Regions from separate parts of the Danio rerio genome. Here region 2 is linked to region 1. Evidence: chromatin contacts called from public Micro-C data. All regions are on one chromosome and are shown on one strand. The core of a region is the stretch at or near the end of the contact, and the rest is flanking DNA. Distances in the headings are between cores, read along the strand shown. Region 1 holds the start of tmem68 (transmembrane protein 68). Region 2 holds the start of rnf152 (ring finger protein 152).

Region 1 (4,738 bases), core at 1,038-3,537:
GAGTACCATTGAGCTGTGCCGATTGTTAAAATTAAATAGCTCAATCATTTTGACCAGATAAAATAAGATATTAACAGGAAACTATACCTTGCACTTGACTGTCAGCTTGACTTGATATGGCTTTAAAATCTGACCGATACAATTCTCGATCACTGTGGATAAACACAAGACAAACAGTATTTTCAGAATAGTAAACAAAAAGGCAAAAACCCATGTCAGCCTAGTGTTCAGTGTCACAGTCTATGCTCACTTCAACAAACATAATAGTGAAAATTTGAAGTGGATCATCACCTTTCATCAAAGTTGTCCTAAAACTATAGAACAGCCATTCTTGTCCTACTGTAAGGTAAATTTTAAATCACTTTGAATATTGACTACTGTATATTAAACCATTACGCAGTTACCCAGAGGTAATCAATGTTCGTTTTAGATCAATTTACCTTTGTATATAGTAATATATGCTTAATATATACGCATATGTATGTGTGTGTGAATGAGAGAGCGTGATGCTGTGTGTCGCTTGTTTGTTGTTGTCTATGTGTGTGTGTATGTGTGTAAATGAGAGAGAGAGCGTGATGCTGTGCGTCGCTAGCTTGGTGCTGTCTATGTGTGTTTGTATGTGTCTGAAAGAGAGAGAGTGTGATGCTGTGTGTAAACGTGTGTGTTTATACAGACAGCTTGTTATAGGCTTACTAGACTCTGTATCATGTAGCTGGGTGGTTTTTGGTTGAAACCCCTCGCCCCCCGGTTAGCGGGAACGACCGCGGAAGGTAGAAAACAGGGGGTGCGTTGGACAGCAGGACAACAAATGCTGAATATAGGCGGGAGCAGTCGGGTTCGGACTAAAACTTGGCAGGAGCGGGATTAAAAATTTAGTCCCACGCAGGCCTCTACAGTACAGTAACTAAAGGCGGATTCAACATGCTTTGACTGAACTCTTGGAATTTCTAGTTTATATGATCGTAAAGATCTGAGTTATCTGTTGGGTTTGTATTCAGTGATCATGTCTGTAATATATTGAGGTCCTAGGCCGTTTAGTGATTTATAGACTATAGTTTATAGTATAGTAATAATACTTTAAAATCTATTCTGAATGTAACTGGGAGACTTTACTAACTAGCTATTTTAATTTACATGCTTTTTTAGATAGTTTAGCTATACTTTGCCTTATATTTATATATATATATATATTTTTTGTATATTATGTACTATTATGCTTATTTTCTTGTACTGTGTATTTCTGCATCTTTGGCTCACTTTTGTGTTTTTAAAGTGCTTTATAAGTAAAGTTTGACTTGACTTGAGTTTGACAAATTTAAACTCCAAAATCTGACAATTAAGGGGTCAGAATGACCCAAGTCAATGTTGTATGAGCTTGATTACATCTTGTTCCAACCGAGATTATAAACCTCTTTTGATTTCAGGATGGTTTTCTTTTGATTTACAGGCTAAACATGTGTCCCACATTTCTTCTCACAGATTTAATATACAATTATTGACAGGTTTTATGTCATGGCACTTTTTTTGCCATGAAGAAAAATATCTTTATGACTAAATGATTAAGATTAGACTTGATAGTTTATTCAACTGACCATTGTTCAACCAATCTACCCTAACATTACTGTGCTTTTGGCTCATTTGGGGCCTTTTCTCATTCTCAGTCTATTTAAAACCAGGTAAGGTAGCCAGGTCATTGAATTTTTTCACAGTCATTTTTGACTTTCTGAGCAAAACTGCACGCCAATCAGATGATCATGTCACACACAGTCTTGTTTAACACGAATACATACTTAACGTAGGCTCTGGAGCACAAGCAGTGTATAGTCATCTCTGTCTCTTCGCCTTGATAGAAGATGATATCAGCAAGAGGAACAACATTCCGCTCGCCGTAATCAATCATCATGATCGACGCATGAGTGACACCTGTCAACAAAGCTTTCTACAAACCCCTCGTAATACTACTGTTTTGTAGCAAGGTCTGAAAACAACCAGGAAAGTCGATAATCAGATACAACGATTCATTAAAACAAAAATGGTTAAAAATACTACAGTATCGTTTATCAAACAACACGCACATCTAAATATTGCTGTGCGACTTTCCCCCTCGTGTTTTGTACATTTCCCGTCAAATTAAAAGACTCTCTGTAAACTCGCTATACTAAGATCGACAGATTTGCGCGTGTAAGACTTTTATTATGACGCTTGTTTCTTGTTCGGCCACGGACGTTGACCTGAAGCGTTTCCTGTTTGTGTCACATGTAAAGAGAGCCGGTTAAGTCAGGAAGGAATAATATTTATTGAGGACAACAGTATCTGTTTCATCGAGGTGTCATCATGTAAGTACATTTGAAGAAAATATTATTTAAAACGGCTCTTGTAATACATTTATTTAGATGTTTAGTTTTACGAACGATAAGATGTGTGGTTCAGATGAATTACTTTCGTGGTGACAGCTCTTAAAACCGCAAAAGCTGGAGCTGTTTAAGGTAACTCAACGTTATGTTTATCTATTATGGTTGTCCATAATTCAAGTGTAACGGAAGACCGAGAGATCTAACGCTATGCTTTTCCTTGCCTTTACTGACAGTGTTCAATAAAGTAATGTTGAAGGTTGAACAACATTCTTACCTGTCACTTAGGCTGAATGAACCGTTAAAACTTCTCTGATATCAATGTCATTTCGTTTTAGGACACCGCTGTGAGTTTGTTATGTTTGACCGAGCAACACATTTCCGCTGGAGAAGGTTTGTGTGTTTTAATGTGGCATATATACATATTTATTTCAGTTTATCTGGCTGTTGAATAATCTGTCAAATGGCCAAAGTAAGGTTTGTAAATTGTGTCAGCTGAAGTGTGTCTAAAAAGCTGAAGTCACAAAATGTCAATGGATTTATGATGATTGTTGTCAAACAGTCCCCCGTCTGCTATTGGTTAACAAAAAGATAGCCCCGCCCCAAAATCACGCCATTGGCCAAATGGTGTGGCTTGTAAAAGAGGATGTCAATTTAGTTGTCAAATATAAATTCATGTTTAGAAATATATAAATATACAAATATAAATTTATTACACTTTCATAGGTTACAGAAATACTGAATAATATCGTATATCCTATATAATAATATCCTAATATTCAAATATATATCCTAATATAAGGGCGACGCAGTGGACGCAGCAGTAGTGCTGTTGCCTCACTCCAAGAAGGTCGCTGGTTCGAGCCTCGCCTGGGTCAGTTGGTGTTTCTGTGTGGAGTTTACACGTTCTTCCTGCATTTGCGTGGGTTTCTTCCAGGTGCTCCGGTTTCCCCCACAGTCCAAAGACATGCGGTACAGGTGAATTGGGTAGGCTAAATTGTCCGTAGTGTATGAGTGTAAAACATGTGCTGGATAAGTTGGCGGTTCATTCTACTGTGGCGACCCCTGATTAATAAAGGGACTAAGCTGAAAAGAAAATGAATGAATGAATGATCCTAATATAATGAAATGTGCTAAGTGGCCCAGTGGGTAGCACTGTCAACTCACAGCAAGAAGGTCGCTGACTCGATCCTCGGCTGGGTCAGTTGGCATTTCTGTGTGGAGTTTGCATGTTTCCTCCGGGTGCTCCAGTTGCCCCCAAAGACATGGGCTATAGGTGAATTGGGTAAGCTAAATTGTCCATAGTGAATGAGAGTGTATGGGTGTTTTCTAGTAATGGGTTGCAGCTGGAAGGGCATCCGCTGTGTAAAAAATATGCTGGATAAGTTAGCGGTTCATTCCGCTGTGGTGACCCCTCATTAATAAAGGGACTAAGCCGAAAAGAAAATGAGCGAATTAAATGTGCCATATAAATAAACTTGCCTTGCCTTAAATTATCACTAAGCGAGCAGCCCTGTATTTATGTTTCTCACAGGTATTTAAAAAGCCGTTGTTAAAGCCTTTTAACACTACAAGTTTTGATTCGTTGCAAAGTAATTCTAAAGTGTAAAACTCTGTACTTGATAGCTTTACTGAAGGAATAAAAAACAATCCCACAAAGCACTGCAAATGACTCATTCACACACATGAACTACAATATCGAAACATAACACTCATAATTTAAATTTAACAGTATTATCAACATATTTATTGCAAATCTTGGCATTTGGCATTTCTGTGTGGAGTTTGCATGTTCTCCCCGTGTTCATATGGGTTTCATTCGGGTGCTCCGGTTTTCCCCACAAGTCTAAAGACATGCGATACAGGTGAATTGGCTAAGCTAAATTGTCCATAGTGTATGAGTGTGAATGGAAGTGTATGGGTGTTTCTCAGTGATGGGTTGCAGCTGGAAGGGCATCCACTGTGTAAAACATAAGCTGGATAAGTTGGCGGTTCATTCCGCTGTGGCGACCCCAGATAATAAAGGGACTAAGCCGAAAAGAAAATGAATGAATGAATGAGATTGTTTTATTATTCTTTGCTTTATTCTGCGGTGCTTCATGGGACTTGGTAAAACTAGATTGATTTTAACAACGTCACGGGTGATTTTTAATAGAGTTGTTTGAAAATAAGATGTTTTAATGTTTTAAACTACAGTCTATGATGCAAATTGGGTCCAATAATAAAAAAAAACGCATACAATTTATGAACAACATCATCATCCTCATCTTTTGAAGGTTTATCAGATATTTTTAAATATACTGTATAAATTTAAAGATCTCTTAAAAATTCGCAGTTCCTCTAGATTTATGTTTTACATTTATGTGTTTTAAGTTATATGTCATTTT
Region 2 (4,738 bases), core at 1,557-4,056, 220 kb after region 1:
AGATGAACCACAGACTGTTGCTGATGAAATATGCAGCCAAAATGAAATGTCTGCGAGTACAACTAGCAATGTGTTCTGTAGTGGTGTTCAAAGCATTGCAGATCCAACAGAATGCCACGATTTGGAGAAACTAGGTGATGAGCAGAAGCAGGATATCCCATCTGCGGATGCTGCTGCAGTTATAGAGCCTCTTATAAGTCTTTCTGAAGACTTTGACCTGCCATATCAAATCCTTCGCCTGCCCTGCAATAAGACAACAACTGGCCTCAGTCTTGAACGAGAGATTGACCCACTTGTCTACTTTGATTCTCCATCCACTCTGTTGCCCCCACAAAACTATTTGTCCTCAATTGGCAGTGCTTATTCCTACAGCTACTACCCACAAGTGACCCAAGAGCGCCAGAGTGTCTTAAGTCCATCCATAGATGAGCTCTCCTCCAGAGATGAAATGTTCTCCACTGATGTAGAGGATCTCGAAGTTGTTCCAGGGCATGTTTATGTTGGTGGTGGTAGGCTGGCAGAAGCCAGTGACATGCCAGTTCGCTCCCGAAAAGAGCTCCCAAGTGTAGATAAAACTTGCTCTGTTTGCCAGAAAACATGTGCATGCTGTGGTTCGACCTTGCAGGATGAGGTAGGAATGTGTAAAATGGCCGAACACAGCCATCCTGAAAGGGATGAGATGTCAGATCAAGACTGTGATTATGACCTCGAAGCAGAGGTTCGGAGCAACTGCGAGTCTCCAAGAGTGTCCAAAAGGAAGTGTTGCAGTAGGCATGCGCTGCCCTCTTGTGGGCATCATTGTGCCAAACACAGACACAGGAAGCTGCTTTGTGAAGGCCAGGAGAGCTGTGATCTACGTGAGCAGGCTCGAGTGCATCCCAAAGGAGAGTGCTGTGAGGAGTATGGTGCTCTGGCTAAAGCAGATAAGAGAATTCAAAAGGGTGCCTTGTGCAGGCCTTGTATTGGTAAGGTTTTTGTATTTTTGCATTTTAATGCTGTCATGAGGTGGTCAGCTCATGCAAAATTATTTTTAGAGCAACAATGGAGAGAGGGGGTTGTGTCTGACCAAGAGAATTGGGCGAGCTGTGGTGCCAAACCGAGGTCTTGGAGGCAAGTTACTGGACCTCAGGATCAAGGTAGGATATGTGTGTGTCTCTGTGTGAAGTATGCTTTTGTTTTATTTTTTTTTTTTTTCTCCCCAAAGGGAGAACTCCATTGAGAAGGTCGACTTGTAAATCAATCCACCAGCAAAGGCCAAGAAGTGAATACAATGACTATGATGAGACCGAATTTACCTACTGCCAGAGGGGCAGAGGTATGTTGAGCAGTTTAAAATGTTAAACTTTTTTTTTTTTTTTCTTTTTTTTTTTCTTCTTTGTTCTTATTTGTGCAAATTGTTCCTTCAGGTTCTATGAAGAAAAGAGGCTCAAGATACTAAACCATTATGCACTGCTGTAATACTTAATGTATTACCCTAAACTTGTGTAAAATGCACTTCACTATAAATGTACACATGGACACTGTTCTTGACTGTATGTAAATGAAAGGTATGACAGTGATGTACACCTTGCTGCATTTCCAGTGCTCAAGTTAACTTTTTTTGGGTGCTGTGCATTCATCTTAATATTATGCTGAAACTGGTCTCACTGTACCAGACCTTGACCTATGCCTACAAGGCCTTTCTAATGTGTCTTGATCTGGGAGGTGTAGATCATTTCTGAAAAAGGGGCTCTTTGCATAATCAAGGACTGGCTCATTGAGACCAATTTCGAATGTTGGTCATTGGAGATGCAGCTGGTTCAAGGGGTGATGCAGGGAAAGATGGGGAAATTAAGTGGACAATCTGGCTATTCGGCCTCTTAGTTCAGATGTGTCTTTGTTTTTATTACTGTGCTGTTTTATACATCAGTGTAATGTTAACATGCAGAAAAATAAATTTGGCTATACAGTGTTGTGTCATTAAAGTTTCCGCATTGCACTTGACATGTGTCCCAGTTTGTTTTCACTACTGTTCTTTTTATAGTGGAAAAAGCTCCACATTAAGGTGTGTCTATAATTGTTTGCAACAGTTATGCATCACATCTGCTCTTAATTTGAGCCCTAGATCGTTAGTGTGGACTTGACATAATTCCAGCATCTCAGCTAGAAGACTGTATAGTGCTTTGTTAATTCCAGGCTCAAATGTAATCATGAAAACTAAGAAACCTGTTGAACTCTTTACTAGTAAGGGTTAAAATAAGTAAAATATTGCAAAGACAGTAACAGACAAAAATCTGTAACAGACAATTTATGTGTTAAACAAAAGTGGGCTACTATTACTATAGCTGATTTTATTTTTACCATTATGATAGGTCTTATCACTTGACTACTTTGACATTAAAATGGTCTGTGTGAAGGCTTACTCTAAATATAGATCTAATTTTACCTAAAGGAATGGAATAGGCATATCTTATATTGCATCAATACATAAACCAAGTTGACTTATTTAACACCAGGATGTTGTTCAACATGTGATACTACGTTCTACTTCATAAAACACAACTTTAAATCCTATAAAGTCTTTCTAGCTATAAAAACTAATTTATATGGTTAATATTTTCTGCTAAATTTAATTTTGGATTACGTGATTTAAGATGTTTTGTTCAGTGAAAAATGAAAGGCATGAAAGTGTTTGTTTTGTAACCAATATAATCCGTCTTAAACCACTTTAACGAGCAGACCTGTTTTGACTCGACCAGCGCTGGTTCAAGGGCGTGGCAAGCTGATTAGCGGGGTTCCTTATTGGCTGTTCCATTCGCAAGCGTCTCCCGCTACTGGCTGCCCTGTGGGAGTAACAGAGCGTTTACAGTACAGCAGCCTTTGAAGAAGGCAGAGTGAAGTATGACAGATGAGGCTGCTTTGCATGTGATGTTCACCATTGTCATAGATGAAAGAAGATTATCGACATAAAAGGTGAGTTTTTTTCCGCTTTCTCCTTTCAAAGACACAACACCTAAATTACTTGGAGTTTTATGTCTGTGCATTCGCATCAAGTTTGCTCTGGGGTTTTCTCGACTGTACTCGCACGTTAAACAGTTTACAACGCGCCAATTTTCCGTTGTTTTGTTGCATATTTGCTGCATTACGTTTTCTTATACAGCGTGCAATTTAGAAATTTAACGTTGAACTTAATTAGAGCGCGTCGTGTTTATGTTCAGAGCAAGTTTAACTTATTCTCCCCAGTTTTGTGTTTGCTGTGTTATCCATCAGTGTAGCACAGTATAACGTGCCCTTTTACTTTGCGGAAAGAGCTTTATGTCTCTTTTCCGGTTCAAGTCTTGTTTTGATTGTTTAGAGGCACGCCACAATGGCCGCATGTCAACTAGCAAGCTTCCTACCTAGGCAGCATTTCTGAGTGGCACAGGTGTACTGGACTTTAAAAGCACCCATCATACCCAGAAACGTTAAGCTGCAGCCATCTGAAAGTTAAGGCACAGACAATGACAACTAGTCTAAATATGCCTATGTTTAAAAACATACTTGCCCTGATAATGCCTGTGCATGTCAAACATTCCAAAATATTTAGGTTATCCCTATAAAATCCCTCAATCTTTGTCTCACGGTCTGTTTGTGTTATTTGACATAAACAGAAATATTGACATCAGAGGGTGTTTTTGACTTTACTGTGTCCTTGGGATCCGATTAGTAAATTCCTCAGATATTATCTTACATTATCTCATCTCAGGGGCTTTGCTATCAGACGCTGCTTGATCCACTCAGTATTCGAGAGACCTTTTCCCTATACATTTGGTTTCTTATTAACACAGGTTTGTGTTGATGATCAGCATTGTACTTTAATCAGTGTGAAGGTTCTGTTAATTTGACAACCGTTCTGACAACATTTCTGTACAAAGTTAAATGCTTATCTGGATTGTGTCACAAACACACCTTGCTCACTTGAAGTCCAGTGGGTTCATTACAAAATTAAACACTAATGAAGATCGTGGCACTTTGCCGCATAAATTATGTGCTACCTTGGGATGTTTCACATTTCTGCATTGTTTACACAGGTTAACGCTGGAGGTGCTGAGCTGTAACAAACATCCTATGTTGCATGGGGGAAAAAAAGGCATCAAAAAGTAAAGGCCAAGGACATGCTTGAATAGCGCCCCTCCCCACCATAGTCAGCGCATTGCCCTTGAGAATGGCACAGAGCTTCAGTTTTTAAGTGACGTTTTTCATTTCCCCCTTTTTCTTTACCCCCTTTCTGACAAATCCCCTGATTCAGCTGCATCCATCAGGTTGATGCTCTGCTCTAGCATGCAGCTGACATTTTGTTATTTGGTTGTTTCATTGTCTTCGTTTTTAAGACGTCAGACTAATAGGTGACCTCAGCAAAGCTTCCACCATATTTCTTTATAGCTGAGAAATAGTTTCACATTTGGTAATATCTCGTGAGGTGCATCTAGTCTGCTAATCCCATTGCATTTCTTTAGTCATGCTCTTGACCCCCCCCCCCCCCCCCCCCCCTTTTTTTTTAAAGGCAAAAGTAAAAAAAAAAAGCTAATATTTCCAATCTGGGTAGCAAAATGTGGCAGATGAAAGACAGCTTGCTCAGCATAAAATGAGAGATTGATGTACAAAAGTGAAAACTCGGAGGACATTTTCTCAAGGTTACACCTTCTCAAGTATTTCATATGATTTAGTAAATTTTGCCCACAGGATGTTTAATAGATTGGCACATTTTCTCCCTAGTGTG

What was found. A called contact is a pair of places that touch in the nucleus more often than the background predicts.
Region 2: a Micro-C map of caudal fin shows a contact between it and region 1, with 2.6 times the contacts expected there. The contact joins the promoter of rnf152 here to the promoter of tmem68 in region 1. A contact is called at or near these places in 1 of 18 Hi-C or Micro-C datasets (caudal fin) and 1 of 4 datasets of contacts at active chromatin or transcription factors (embryo).

The regions. Positions count from the first base shown.
Region 1 is chr2:30,990,055-30,994,792 of GRCz12tu, forward strand. It overlaps tmem68 (transmembrane protein 68), which reads left to right and starts at 2,288. Exons shown (of 8, transcript NM_200492.1): 1 at 2,288-2,336; 2 at 2,690-2,744. tgs1 (trimethylguanosine synthase 1) reads right to left here and starts at 2,136. Exons shown (of 13, transcript NM_001423263.1): 1 at 1,791-2,136; 2 at 88-152. The coding sequence starts at 1,903.
Region 2 is chr2:31,210,264-31,215,001 of GRCz12tu, forward strand. rnf152 (ring finger protein 152) reads left to right here and starts at 2,807. Exons shown (of 3, transcript NM_001014358.2): 1 at 2,807-2,952. buc (bucky ball) reads left to right here. Exons shown (of 7, transcript NM_001256780.1): 4 at 1-965; 5 at 1,035-1,136; 6 at 1,205-1,315; 7 at 1,407-1,952. The coding sequence ends at 1,438.